2 separate regions of the Macaca mulatta genome follow, and region 1 is linked to region 2. The links are chromatin contacts, called in public Hi-C maps. All regions are on one chromosome and are shown on one strand. The core of a region is the stretch at or near the end of the contact, and the rest is flanking DNA. Distances in the headings are between cores, read along the strand shown.

Region 1 (6,361 bases), core at 1,301-3,800, 620 kb after region 2:
TGCACATCTGTAATCTCAGCTACTCAGAAGGCTGAGGCACCAGAATCGCTTGAGGCAGGAGGCGGAGGTACAACACTGTACTCGCTTGAACCCGGGAGGCGGAGGTGCACCATTGTACTCCAGCCTGGGAGACAGAACAAGACTCTGTCTCAAACAAAACAAAACAAAAAAACAAAACAAAATGTGGGGAAGAGGCCGGGCGCCATGGTTCATGCCTGTAATCCCAGCACTTTGGGAGACTCAGGTGGGTGGATCACTTGAGGTCAGGAGTTCGAGACCAGCCTGGTGAAACCATCTTTCTACTAAAAATACAAAAATTAGCTGGATGTGGTAGCACATGTCTGTAATCCCAGCTACTGGAGAGGCTGGGACAGAAGAATCGCTTGAAGCTGGGAGGCAGAGGTTGCAGGGAGCTGAGCTCATGCCACTGCACTCCAGTCTGGGTGACAGAGCGAGACTCCGCCTCAAAACAAAAATGAAAACCGTGGAGAAAATGCTAAACTCGATTTCTTCTGAACCTATGCTAAGATGTCAAGGTACTGTGATTCTTCTAAAAGAATTTTAAGTGGTTGTTATGTTTGGTGTCCTAAAAGCATACATGGATTTTATATTATAACCTACATCAAGAAACTCATTCAGGCCAGGCGCCTTAGCTCATGCCTGTAATCCTGGCACTTTGGGAGGCCAAGAATTCCAGACTAGCCTGGGCAACATGGCAAAACCCCGTCTCTACAAAAAATACAAAATTAGCCAGGCATGGTGGCTCTCCCTTCCGTCCCAACTACTCCAGCGGCTGGGGCAGGAGGATGCCCTAAGCCCAGCGAGGTCGAGGCTGCAGTTAGCTGTGACTGCACCACTGCACTCCACTCCACTCCAGCCTGGGCAACAGAGTGAGACTGTCTCAAAGAAAAAAAAAAAAAGCCTCATTCACAGGTAATTTTTTTAAAATGTAAACTAAAATAGAATTTAAAACCCAAGCTGCTCGGTTTCTTGGAAAATGGATTTTTCCTACTTTGTAATATACTTTGTATATCTCGACTATGATTGTGTATGCAAGCACCTCTAAGAAGAAGTACTTGTATCTACAATGAATTCTTTTTTTTTCTTTTTTTCTTTTTTTTGACACGTAGTCTTGCTCTGTTGCCCAGACTGGAGTGCAGTGGCTCTAACTCAGCTCACTGCAAGCTCCGCCTCCCGGGTTCACCCATTCTCCTGCCTCAGCCTCCCGAGTAGCTGGGACTACAGGCGTCCACCACCACGCCCGGCTAATTTTTTGTATTTTTAGTAGAGACTGAGTTTCACCGTGTTAGCCAGGATGGTCTCGATCTCCTGACCTCGTGATCCGCTCGCCTCAGTCTTCCAAAGTGCTGGGATTACCGGTGTGAGCCACCGCACCCGGCCTGCAATGAATTCTTAAACCTCAGGGAGCCAAATAAAAAGACAAGGCCTGAGGAATTCTTTCAAAAATTAAAGTAACATTTCATATTTACTTATTCTAACAGACAAAGAATAAAGAAGGAATCCGCTAAGTTGTAAGCTGAGGTGCAGACAAGTGCTGGTTCACAATGACATCCTAGAAGGAACGCTCTGGATAAGAGCTTCAAGCTTCTACGGTTTTCTGAGGAAAGTGAACGGAATCTAAACGTGTCCTATCGCTCAAAAAAAATCAGCGCTGTGGACCACAGAGCCTAACAGAGTAAAGTAATACAGCGTGCAGTTTGGCCACTAACAGCAAGAGTGGGAAGGGGCAAAGAGGAACCTTGATTGCCCGACACCAGGGCCACCTGAAGACTCCTCTTGACACTTCAGTCTTTCCATTTTGAGATTAGAAGCTTCAAGGACCATTAAATCGCTGCCGCTGCCACACCAGGCCCGACGGAGCAGAAAGGCTGCGCTCACCGGCGGAAGCGACCGGGTGCACACCTGCCGGGTAGGGAGGCCCACACGGTCACACCCCGCCCCGGCTTACCTGCCCTTCGGCGATTTTTAGCTTCAACTTCCATCCCTTCCCACCCATCTGGATCCAACCAAGCCCAAGGGCGGGGGAGGGAGAAGCTAGTGCCGCGAGGAAAAGCATCCCCGCCACCCGCCGCAGGCTTTCTCTCCTCCCTCCCCATTCCACAGAAGAGGCAAAGCCACAGCGCCTCTCCTAACCCTCGTCTCTAATGCAAGGCCTGCAATACTTAGAAAAAAATAATAACTGTTTTTAAGGAGAAGTAACATCCCCGCTCCCTTCCGCCCCTCACCTTCACGAAAGCAATCGGGGTTGTGGTACCTTCGATATCTAACAGGATCACGGTGACTTCGGCGGGGACCGAAAGCACGACCATTTCCCTTCCGGATGCTACGGGACTCGGCCTGCAGTCGGGGAGGGTGGAGGGCGGCGCCGGCTGCGGCTGCTGCCCCCGGTACCGTCCTGGGCTTCCGACGGCCCCGCGCGATCTTGGAGTCAGCGACCAAGTGCAGCCCGCCGCGCGTAGGGAAGAGAACACCTCTGCACACCTGGCACTGGAAAAGGCGGCCGCCCAGGAGCCCCTGAACTCGTGAGCAGGACGGGGCAGGAGCCCGAGACCACGTGGGCAGGAAAAGGGGCGGGCCGTGCTGGGTTCGGCGGGGCGGGGTGCGAAAGCCCAGCGCCAATTGGTCGCCGTCGGGCCTCGAACGCGATCCGTCAAAATGGGCCTCGCGTGGGCGGGAACAAAGAAGCGAACGCGGGAGCAGGATGCGCGAGAGCGCGCCCTCCGCAGACAGGTTGAGCGAGCGGGAGAGGCCCGGGGCACGTGCAGAAGGGAGCCCCGCGAGTGGCGCGCCGGGGATGTGAGTGCCCCTTGCCCTCTACTGCATCCAGCCCCCTCCCCGCCCACCGCCTCCGTCCTTGCATAGATACAGTCATCTGGCCAGCCTCCGCCCCTCCTCCCGGCCTCAGCCTGCCAGAGAGGCCGCGCGGGGCTCGGGCTTCGGCCGATCAGCCAGGAGGCCTCGCTGCGCCCCCTCGGCCCGCGCGCCCGTGGCCACAGCGGAAGAGACGCCCGCGCTGCGCTGTCCGGAGGGGCCGTCGCGCGCCCGCTTCCTGTTCGGCTGGTTCCTGCCAGCTCGAGGACAAAACACGCGTGCGCGCGGCGGGCGAGCGCGCTCGCCGCCTCAGTCGCCAGCGCCGGGCGCAGTCCGCCTTTTTCCGGAGTAGCCCGGCCGCGGTGCTAGTCGGTAGCAGCGGCCGCCGCAGCGGCTCCGCACTGGCGAACCGAGGGCAGAAAAAGGCGGGGTTCACGGCTCTTTGGTAGGAGTGGGCTGGACCGGACGCCAGAGACAAAGGCTCCCAAGGCAAGAGGGACTGTGGCCTTGCGTCGGCTCTGTTCGGGACTGCTGACCCCAGGACTTTACGCCCCTTCGTTTTTCTCTTCTGATTCTTCTCTTCTCCCAAGCCCGCGTCCCCTCACGCGTGGCCTCTCTCCTTGCCGGGAGGGCCGCGATGGAGGTCCCGCCCCGGCTTTCCCATGTGCCGCCGCCATTGTTCCCCTCCGCTCCCGCTACTTTAGCCTCCCGCAGCCTCTCCCATTGGCGGCCGCGGGCGCCGCGGCAGCTAGCCCCGCTCCTCCCTTCACTCGCTCCCAGCTCCGCCCGGCAGGGGGCGCGCCGGGCCCAGCGCCACGTCACCGCCCAGCAGCCCTCCCGATTGGCGGGCGGGGCGACTATAAAGGGAGGGCGCAGGCGGCGCCCGGATCTCTTCCGCCGCCATTTTAAATCCAGCTCCATACAACGCTCCGCCGCCGCTGCTGCCGCGACCCGGACTGCGCGCCAGCACCCCCCTGCCAACAGCTCCGCCACTATGGAGGATATGAACGAGTACAGCAACATAGAAGAATTCGCAGAGGGATCCAAGATAAACGCGAGCAAGAATCAGCAGGATGACGGGTACCGCACGCTTCTTCCCCCGCTCCCCCTCCCCCAGCGCGCCGCACGCGCCCTTCGTCCCTCGTGAGCCGCGCGCTGCCCCCATTCTTTCTCAGAGTCGATTCCCCGCGTGCCCTCTGGGCCCCACTAGCTTGGAGGGAAGAGGAAAGTAAGAGATCGAGGGGGTGACTGGAGAGACCCGGGAAGAGTGGGGGAAGGGCGGAGGGGTTGGAGGAGGAGGGCGGCGGCGTCTCTGTCCCGAGCGCGCAGGCGCCGCGTGGGACCCGGGGGGGAGGGGCCGGCCTCCCAGCGCCGCTCGCTGCAGCTGCCGACGCCTCTTCATTGTGTGTCTGTTACCACTCGGCGCGGTTTTCCTGGGAAGAGTTTTAGAGGACTCTGAGTTCGGGCACAAGCAGGCGACTGGTACCCAGATTCACAAAACGTATTATGATTGATGAGTTCTCTGGGTGGAACGTTGGCTTGACAGCTGAGGACGAGGATGGACCTAAGATAAGATGTGAGGGATTCATCTAGGAAGTTGGGCCTTGTAGCTGAAGCAATCTGGGCAGAACCTTTACTATATTTTATTGGTCTCCTTTGAGTTTTGCTTTATGTAGTGCGGAGAGCGAGCTGTCCGCTGGTTTGAGTAACTTTGTTGGGATATTGGGATTTTTGTGTGAAATAGATTAAATGTAAACATGGATTAAATTGCTTACACTTAGGGGATAAATGTTCCTGTTTTTATTCTACGATTTAATTCCAGAACTGAAGGACCATTTGAGTTACTGTTAATTTTTTAAAAAACCTTTTATTTCTAGTAAAATGTTTATTGGAGGCTTGAGCTGGGATACAAGCAAAAAAGATCTGACAGAGTATTTGTCTCGATTTGGGGAAGTTGTAGACTGCACAATTAAAACAGATCCAGTCACTGGGAGATCAAGAGGATTTGGATTTGTGCTTTTCAAAGATGCTGCTAGTGTTGATAAGGTAGGAACTGTGTTTTGCATTGTGCTGCTTTTGTAGTGTTTTGCACATTTTTCTGGGGGTTATATGCTGCTGTCAGATTAAATAAATCTGTCTTGTAGGTTTTGGAACTGAAAGAACACAAACTGGATGGCAAATTGATAGATCCCAAAAGGGCCAAAGCTTTAAAAGGGAAAGAACCCCCCAAAAAGGTTTTTGTGGGTGGATTGAGCCCGGATACTTCTGAAGAACAAATTAAAGAATATTTTGGAGCCTTTGGAGAGGTGTGTGATTATGTTTACACATGTTAAGCTTGATGTGTTTATAAAATGTTTAATCCTGGTCCGATTTATACAGGGCAGATTCATGTTTCGTGTGAGGGTAGGATTAAATGACTGCTCAAGTCGCTTCCAGGGACTGTACCTTGATTTGATTGCTGCTCTGATGGAAACCCAACTATCTTAATTTAGCCAAAACATGGGCACTTAAATGTGGTCGGTGTTTGGACTTGTTAGTTAGTGGCATCTTTGGGGTACAAAATAATATTAAAGGATGTTTTACTTTTCTCTCAATGCTTCAAATATACAACAAATCACTGAAGGCTGATGTTGATCATAAAGCAGTGATGTCTGTATAGAAGTCACCTGATAAGAATAACATGTTTAAGTTGAAGCCTGAAAAGTACCTGTGGCATTCTGACACTCTGGTAGCATTTTACAATTATGGGATGACCTTGAGTGTGCATCTCGATTTCAGATTGAAAATATTGAACTTCCCATGGATACAAAAACAAATGAGAGAAGAGGATTTTGTTTTATCACATACACCGATGAAGAGCCAGTAAAAAAATTGTTAGAAAGCAGATACCATCAAATTGGTTCTGGGAAGGTAAAGCCATTTAAGTACTTTAAATGAAAATTTTAAGGATTTCTTTTTTCTTTATTTTTTTATCTTTTAGTTTTTGAAATTTCTCAATGTGTTTGAGAAAAATAAAATGATTAAATTTTAGAACTTGAGTAAAAATTCTATTTTCGTGTTTTTTAATTTGTTTATAGTGTGAAATCAAAGTTGCACAACCCAAAGAGGTATATAGGCAGCAACAGCAACAACAAAAAGGTGGAAGAGGTGCTGCGGCTGGTGGCCGAGGTGGTACGAGGGGTCGTGGCCGAGGTGAGACTTAATTCTTGGAATATGACTCCATGGTTTAAGCTGTATACTGCTAAATATGAGTAGTCCTGTACGAAACTAAAACTTAAAACAATTCCAGCGGGAGGAAAATGTTCAGCTTAGTGGGGGTTGTGTGTGGTGGTTTTTGTTGTGAGCTCACTGGTTTCAAAAAACTGTTAAAAGTATGGCCACTTTGACAATTAGTGTCATCACTGACAGGAAAAGTGTACCATTACATGATGCGCCATGGCGTGATAGGTTTTCTTGGGCAGGAGTCCTTGTTTTAAACAGAACAGTATACCTGTCTTCAGCTTTAATGGAAAATTGAATGATTTTCCAT
Region 2 (6,261 bases), core at 1,984-4,483:
CACCATCTTGGCTCACTGCAAACTTCACCTCCCGGGTTCAAGCAATTCTCCTGCCTCAGCCTCCCGAGTAGCTGGGATTACAGGTGTCTGTCACCACGCCTAGCTAATTTTTGTATTTTTAGTAGAGGCAGGGTTTCACTATGTTGGTCAGGCTGGTCTGGAACCCCTCACCTCGTGATCCACCTGCCTCGGCCTCTCGGCCTCCCAAAGTGCTGGGATTACAGGCCTGAGCAACCGCCCCCGGCCTGATTGTTTTTAATAAGGACCATTTAGTCTCCTTCTTCCCATATATTACACCTCTTCTTTCTTTTTTTCTTATTTAACTTACCTAGGATACCCTCAAAAATGGTAAATAATAGCTACTATATCCCTGCCTCCTTGTTGAGTCTCTGATTTTAAGGTGAATGCCTCTGCCATTTCACTGAAATGTATGGTGTTGCTCTCTGATGATTATCTTGCTCCAATTAAGGAAACATTCTTTTATTTCTAGTTTACTAAGAATTTTAAAAATTCAGAGTGGTTGCCGGGCGCGGTGGCTCACGCTTGTAATCCCAGCACTTTGGGAGGCCAAGGTGGGCAGATCACGAGGTCAGGAGATCAAGGCCATTCTGGCTAACACAGTGAAACCCCGTCTCCACTAAAAATACAAAAAAATTAGCTGGGCGTGGTGGCGGGCGCCTGTAGTCCCAGCTACTCGGGAGACTGAGGCAGGAGAATGGCGTGAACCCGGGAGGCGGAGGTTGCAGTGAGCCGAGATCGCGCCACTGCACTCCAGCCTGGGTGAAAGGGTGAGACTCTGTCTCAAAAAAAAAAAAAAAAAAAAAAAATTCAGAGTGGTTGTTGAATGTTATACAGTGTATCTCTAGAGACTATCATTTGGTTTTTCTCCTTCAGTCTAATAAATTATACTTGTAGATTTCTTAATGTTAGATCACTGTTTATGCTAAACCACATACTTTGTCATGATGTAAATTCTTTTCTTTTTTTTTTTTGAGACGGAGTCTGGCTCTGTTGCCCAGGCTGGAGTGCAGTGGCGTGATCTCGGCTCACTGCAACCTCTGCCTCCCAGGTTCACACCATTCTCCTGCCTCAGCCTCCCGAGTAGCTGGGACTACAGGCGCCCGCCACCACGCCCGGCTAATTTTTTTTATGTGTTTAGTAGAGACGGGGTTTCATCGTGTTAGCCAGGATGGTCTCAATCTCCTGACCTCGTGATCCACCTGCCTCAGACTCCCAAAGTGCCCGGATTACAGGCATGAGCCACCGCGCCCGGCTTGTAAATTCTTTTTACTACCACATTGCTGGAATTTGATAACTTTTTTTTTTTTTTGAGAGTCTCACTCTGTTACCCAGGCTGGAGTGCACTGGTATGACCTCGGCTCACTGCAAACTCTGCTTCTCGGGTTCAAGTGATTCTCCTGCCTCAGCCTCCTGAGTAGCTGGTACTACAGGCGCATTCCACCATGCCCGGCTAATTTTTGTATTTTTAGTAGAGGCAGGGTTTCCCCATGTTGGCCAGGCTGGTCTCAAACTCCTGACCTCAGGTGATCCACCTGCCTCAGCCTCCCAAAGCGCTGGGATTACAGGTGTGAGCCACTGCGCCTGGTCTGATAATATCTTAATTCTTTTTATTTAAAAAAAAATTATTTTGTAGAGATGGAATCTCACTACGTTGCCCAGGCTGGTCTCAAACTCCTGGCCTCAACCCATCCTCCTGCTTCGGTCTCCCAGAGTCCTGCGATTACAGGTGTGAGCCACAGCACCAGATCAATAACATCTAAATAATCAATTTTCCCTTCATAACAAAATCATAGTGAGAAAGGAAGTTTCCCTTCTCTTTTTTGGGCACTGTTTGTCTTGGGTTTTAGTATGAGAGTTATGCTGCCTTGTGGAATAAACTGGGAAAGGGTCTCCCTTTTTTGAGATTTGTTTGGTCTCTCTAAAATCTAGCCAGTTTTGGGTACCCCATCGCACTCTCTTCTTCCTTCCAGTGGTGCGCCAACAGTACCATCAATCATTTTACCATGAGGATTTCTCACACTAGCTCTCAAGGTTCCTCATAAAGTGGGCTCACAATGCTGATCTCCAACAAAGCCTTTGTGTCTTTCAACTTTATCACATTCCTTGCACATGTCACAGACCTTACCATTTTCAAGGCTTTGCTAATTTCATGACATCTGCCTTGTTAAATCCTGACTATTAGTGTTTGGGCTGGTACTGGGTGTTGATTATGGCACAAGGGAACTAACATTTTAGGCAGAGACAGTGTACCTGCTTAGCACCCTTCATTTTATTTAATCATCAGAATTCTGGGAAGTTTTGTTATTTTTATTTGCTGGATAGGAAAATAAACGTTATACACTAATAAACGGAGGTGCCACTAAATACCAGTACCGCTTGATTCCAAAGTGATTGCTGCCTCCACTAGTTTCACCTCCTCCATTGTGTTCCCTAGGTAGTCTCTGATGCTGACCTGTATGTCCTCCGTGCTCCATTAGCAAATTATACACTGTACCGCACCATCTTACATTTACACTCTTGTATTTTCTATTTTTTCATATCTGTAGTGCTTGTCTCACACACAGCAGTTAATAATCTCTCAGAATATTTTTTCTTTTTCCCCTCAGAATGATCTCTCAGCGTCTGGTCATCCGACTCCGTATTTGGATATCATATAAATCGCGGGAAAAAATAAAAGGTGATTAAATACAAATAATTTTGACTGTGTTAGTCTTAGCTGTGTGTTGCAAGAAAAAAACAAAAGGTCTCTTTCAAAATAAGTTTAACTCTCAATGATCTCCCTGGGGCTTTTTAGCGACCCCTGCAAAATTAGTGCCTAAAAACACAGTGACTTGGCATTTGTGACTACTGATCACCTCCTCACTCAAGCACATCAAACAGCGGGATATCCTGGAAGTCGCACCTACAGCTCACACTTCCTAACAAGGAAAGCTAGACGAAGGGACGGTCTTTCCCAACAGCAGCGCGATGCGGGTCCTCCCCCCACCAGCTTCAGTGGGATGGAACATTCCGTGCGATCACTTTGACCGGGCGCCACTCGGAGTCACGTGGAGCTGTAGCGCCCCGGCGGAGCCGGGCGGAATAACGCGGGCTCGGGTTGCCAAGAGGAGGGGCGAGGCACCGCGGAAGAGGCGGAGCGAAGGAAGCCGGCCGTGGGGCGGGGTGCTGAGCGCAGGGGCGGGCAGAGAGGGGCGCGCGGGCGGGGAGGGCCCGGCGTATTATGGGATGCGGCGGTGGAATGGCGCTGGGCGCGTGATTTTGAACAAACCCTGGTCTGTGTCTCGGAGGCGCCGCCGCCGCCGCTGCTGCTGGGAGCCCAGGGAGCGCCGCGCGACTAGGAGGCGGCGGCGCCGCCGGCTTTGGTGAGTGTCAGCCGCCGGGATGGGGGCTACTGGGCGGGCGGGCGGGAAGGGGGAACCGGCCCCCGCTGCGAGTGGCTGCGCGGGCGGAGAGCGCTGGACCGCTCCCTCCGGGAGCCCGGGCCGGTGGGCCTTGGCGGGGAGCGGGAACCCGCCAGCGGGGTCAGCCGCGCCCCTTCCCTGGGCTGCGGGGGGCGGAGGATCCTCGGGGCTCCGTCTCTTCCCGCCGGCTCCCGGGAGGGTGGCTGTCACCCGGCAGGGCCAGCGCTCGGCCAGCCGCCTGCCTGGCGGTCTGGAGGAAGGGCTCCCGCGGCTGTTGACACGCACACTGCGCGACCCAACAAGCCGGCCGTGGCTGCCCCGGGTTTCTGGGAACCGGTTTTGCTGCTGTGTCATTTTGTGCCAGTCCCTCCTCTCCCTACTGCCCGCCGCCGCGTTCTTCCTATGCCCCTTTGTATAGGCTCTTGTTCGTGCGTGTCCGTTTTCCTCGCGAAGCCCACCAGCCAAATGTCATAATGTTCCCGAGGTGCACGGGGGAAGGGAGCGGGCCGGGACTTAGCTTGGACAGCAACGGTAAACAACCAAGCAGAGTGCGGATGGACGGGGCCGTCAGTAGGGAAATGAAGTTTAAAGATGAAGTAACTGATAACACTTTACACTCTCAGCATCTGGCAGTCTGCATATAAAAACAGCAATTGGGGTGGGTGGTAGACAGCCCTTGTTGAAGGCTGAATCTACCGACTTTTATATGGAGTTGCCATTGAAACAAGGTAGGGAAATGAAATGACTTTTTCAACTTCAACCTTAATCTTCTTACACTAACTTAGACAGTAGAGTGGCCCTGTTCGCAGCCTTGAAATTCAGTTTGCCCAGAGCTTATATTGTAGTTGAATGATAAAGAATTAAGTTTTTGGTTGGTTAACTCTTTTTGAAATTGACAAAGGCAGCCAGTTTCCTTTTTTTTTTTTTTTTTAAGTGTTGGTCTCAGAAGAAGCCTTGCAGCTTATGTTTTGTTATTTTTTAAATGATTAAGAATTATCTCTGTTCTCTTTTGGTTACTTATTCAACTGACTGATGACAGGAGCTGTTAACTCTCACTTACCTAGTAGGTAACTCTAGGGTCTTGTTCTGAAGCAAGCTGTTTATTTTCACTGTATTGAACAAATATATCAGCAGCAGATGGTTTTTTTTTTTTTAATTTGATGACTTAGATCCTAAAAACATTTGGCAAATACTTTTAGCTTAGAGTTATATTTTCAATATTTTAGAAATTGATCATTCATGAATGTTTCTACAATTAGTTCAATACATTTTAAATCTAGTTGCGCTTTGACGTCTTAAACCGATGACAGATTGGAAGTCACAGTGTTCATGGACAGAAATGACCAGATAAAATTAAGTTGGAGAGGAAGACAGCTCAGAACTTTATTTTTTAAAATGAAGTGTTTTGACCAGCTCACCTGCATGAGGAGTGCTGCCTGTAATTGACAAAGGTGTCAAAGGTCGAACATGCATATGGAAATAGCTCATCCTGTCAAAGTAGTTCCGCAGGTGGGGTAAAATGTCAAAGTTGGTGAATGACATTAAGGGTCTTCACAGTGTTTTTGGTACCTGAGATAGCCACAGTGAATAAAACGCATTCCACCATCTCTCTCAAGTTGCTGCTCTGAAAATAAAAGAGTTTGGGTTCTTTATTGTCCTTATGCCACCCTCCGCATGGCTTTTGGTCTTGCAAACAAAAATATGCCGGACTTGGGACCCCGCAGGTGGCGCGACTTCCTTTGGCGTCCCTGCGGGGGCCCGTGCTCCGCCCGGGGGTGAAAGGTCTCGGCGTAGCCGGTGTGCACTTGCACGGCCCTTGTGCGTTTGAAGGTTGGCGGGGCGGCGGGAGGCTTCCCCGGATATGTGGGTGTGCGCCTCCCGGGAGGGGCGGGCGGGGAGGGGAGGAGGAAGGGGGAGGTTACTGGTGGTGGCGGCGGCGGCGGCGGCGGCCCGGGCTCCGGCTGTCGGGGAAGCTGCTGAGCTGTGATGGTGATGACGAGGTGAAAATGGCGGATCTTTCGAAATACAATCCCGGCCCCTGACATACCAGAGGCGGCGGCGGCGGCGACGTCGCCACCCCGGCTCCCTTCTCGGGCCCCGGGTACCCTGAAGCGCTCCAGTTTGGACAAACTGGGAAAGGAAGCTGTTGGCCAGAGCTATCGTGCACGGGCAAAACAAGCCCCGCCGGGGCTCGGGATTGCCCAGGACCTTCTGGAGCCCCCACCTCGGAGCCCGAGGGAGGAGAAAGCGGCAGCCGCTGGAGGTAGAGGAGGAGGGGGTACCCGAGGGCTTCTCTGTCTGGAGATCTCTTTATTTGGGGGGATGGGGGTGGGTGGGGAAAGAACTGCGCTGTGGATCAAGGAATGACTTGTCCGGAGTGCGAAGAATCAGTAGCCTCGTCATGACATCAACATTATTCTTTGAGTGTTAAGAGGGCTCCAGTTTGCTCTTATACCTAAGGCTGCTGCTGAGGCCTAGAGGAACCGCTAGCACTTAGCATGATTTCCTGATACAATTTTTAAAACAGCCACTCTGGCGGGTGTTGCTTTGATGGTGTTCAGCAGTTCTTGGGGTTGTATGTTTCTTTAGGGAGGCAGAGCATTGGCATTTTATTCTGCATTTAAGGTCTGTGTCTTAGATCCTAGTCTGTAACTTGTTGGGGTGTGGATGTTCACATTTTATAGAATAGGGACCAGTTTTGTAAGAATTAGAAAAAAAATTTTTAATGCTCTGTTATCCATAGAGTAACCTCTTTGCCCCTGCCATTTGGCAAATAACAATTGAGATACTGTCAGTCATATTTTATACCCATGCTTTTCAGGGAAGTTCTTCTCTATAC

The links. A called contact is a pair of places that touch in the nucleus more often than the background predicts.
Region 1: a Hi-C map of fetal cortical plate shows a contact between it and region 2, with 3 times the contacts expected there. The contact joins the promoter of ENOPH1 here to the promoter of LIN54 in region 2. A contact is called at or near these places in 2 of 14 Hi-C or Micro-C datasets (fetal cortex germinal zone and fetal cortical plate).

Annotation. Positions count from the first base shown.
Region 1 is chr5:51,378,757-51,385,117 of T2T-MMU8v2.0, forward strand. ENOPH1 (enolase-phosphatase 1) reads right to left here and starts at 2,551. Exons shown (of 6, transcript XM_078003452.1): 1 at 2,247-2,551. The coding sequence starts at 2,330. It overlaps HNRNPDL (heterogeneous nuclear ribonucleoprotein D like), which reads left to right and starts at 2,945. Exons shown (of 8, transcript NM_001260709.1): 1 at 2,945-3,912; 2 at 4,710-4,878; 3 at 4,977-5,138; 4 at 5,611-5,742; 5 at 5,910-6,024. The coding sequence starts at 3,470.
Region 2 is chr5:50,758,014-50,764,274 of T2T-MMU8v2.0, forward strand. LIN54 (lin-54 DREAM MuvB core complex component) reads left to right here and starts at 3,234. Exons shown (of 11, transcript XM_028848456.2): 1 at 3,234-3,383.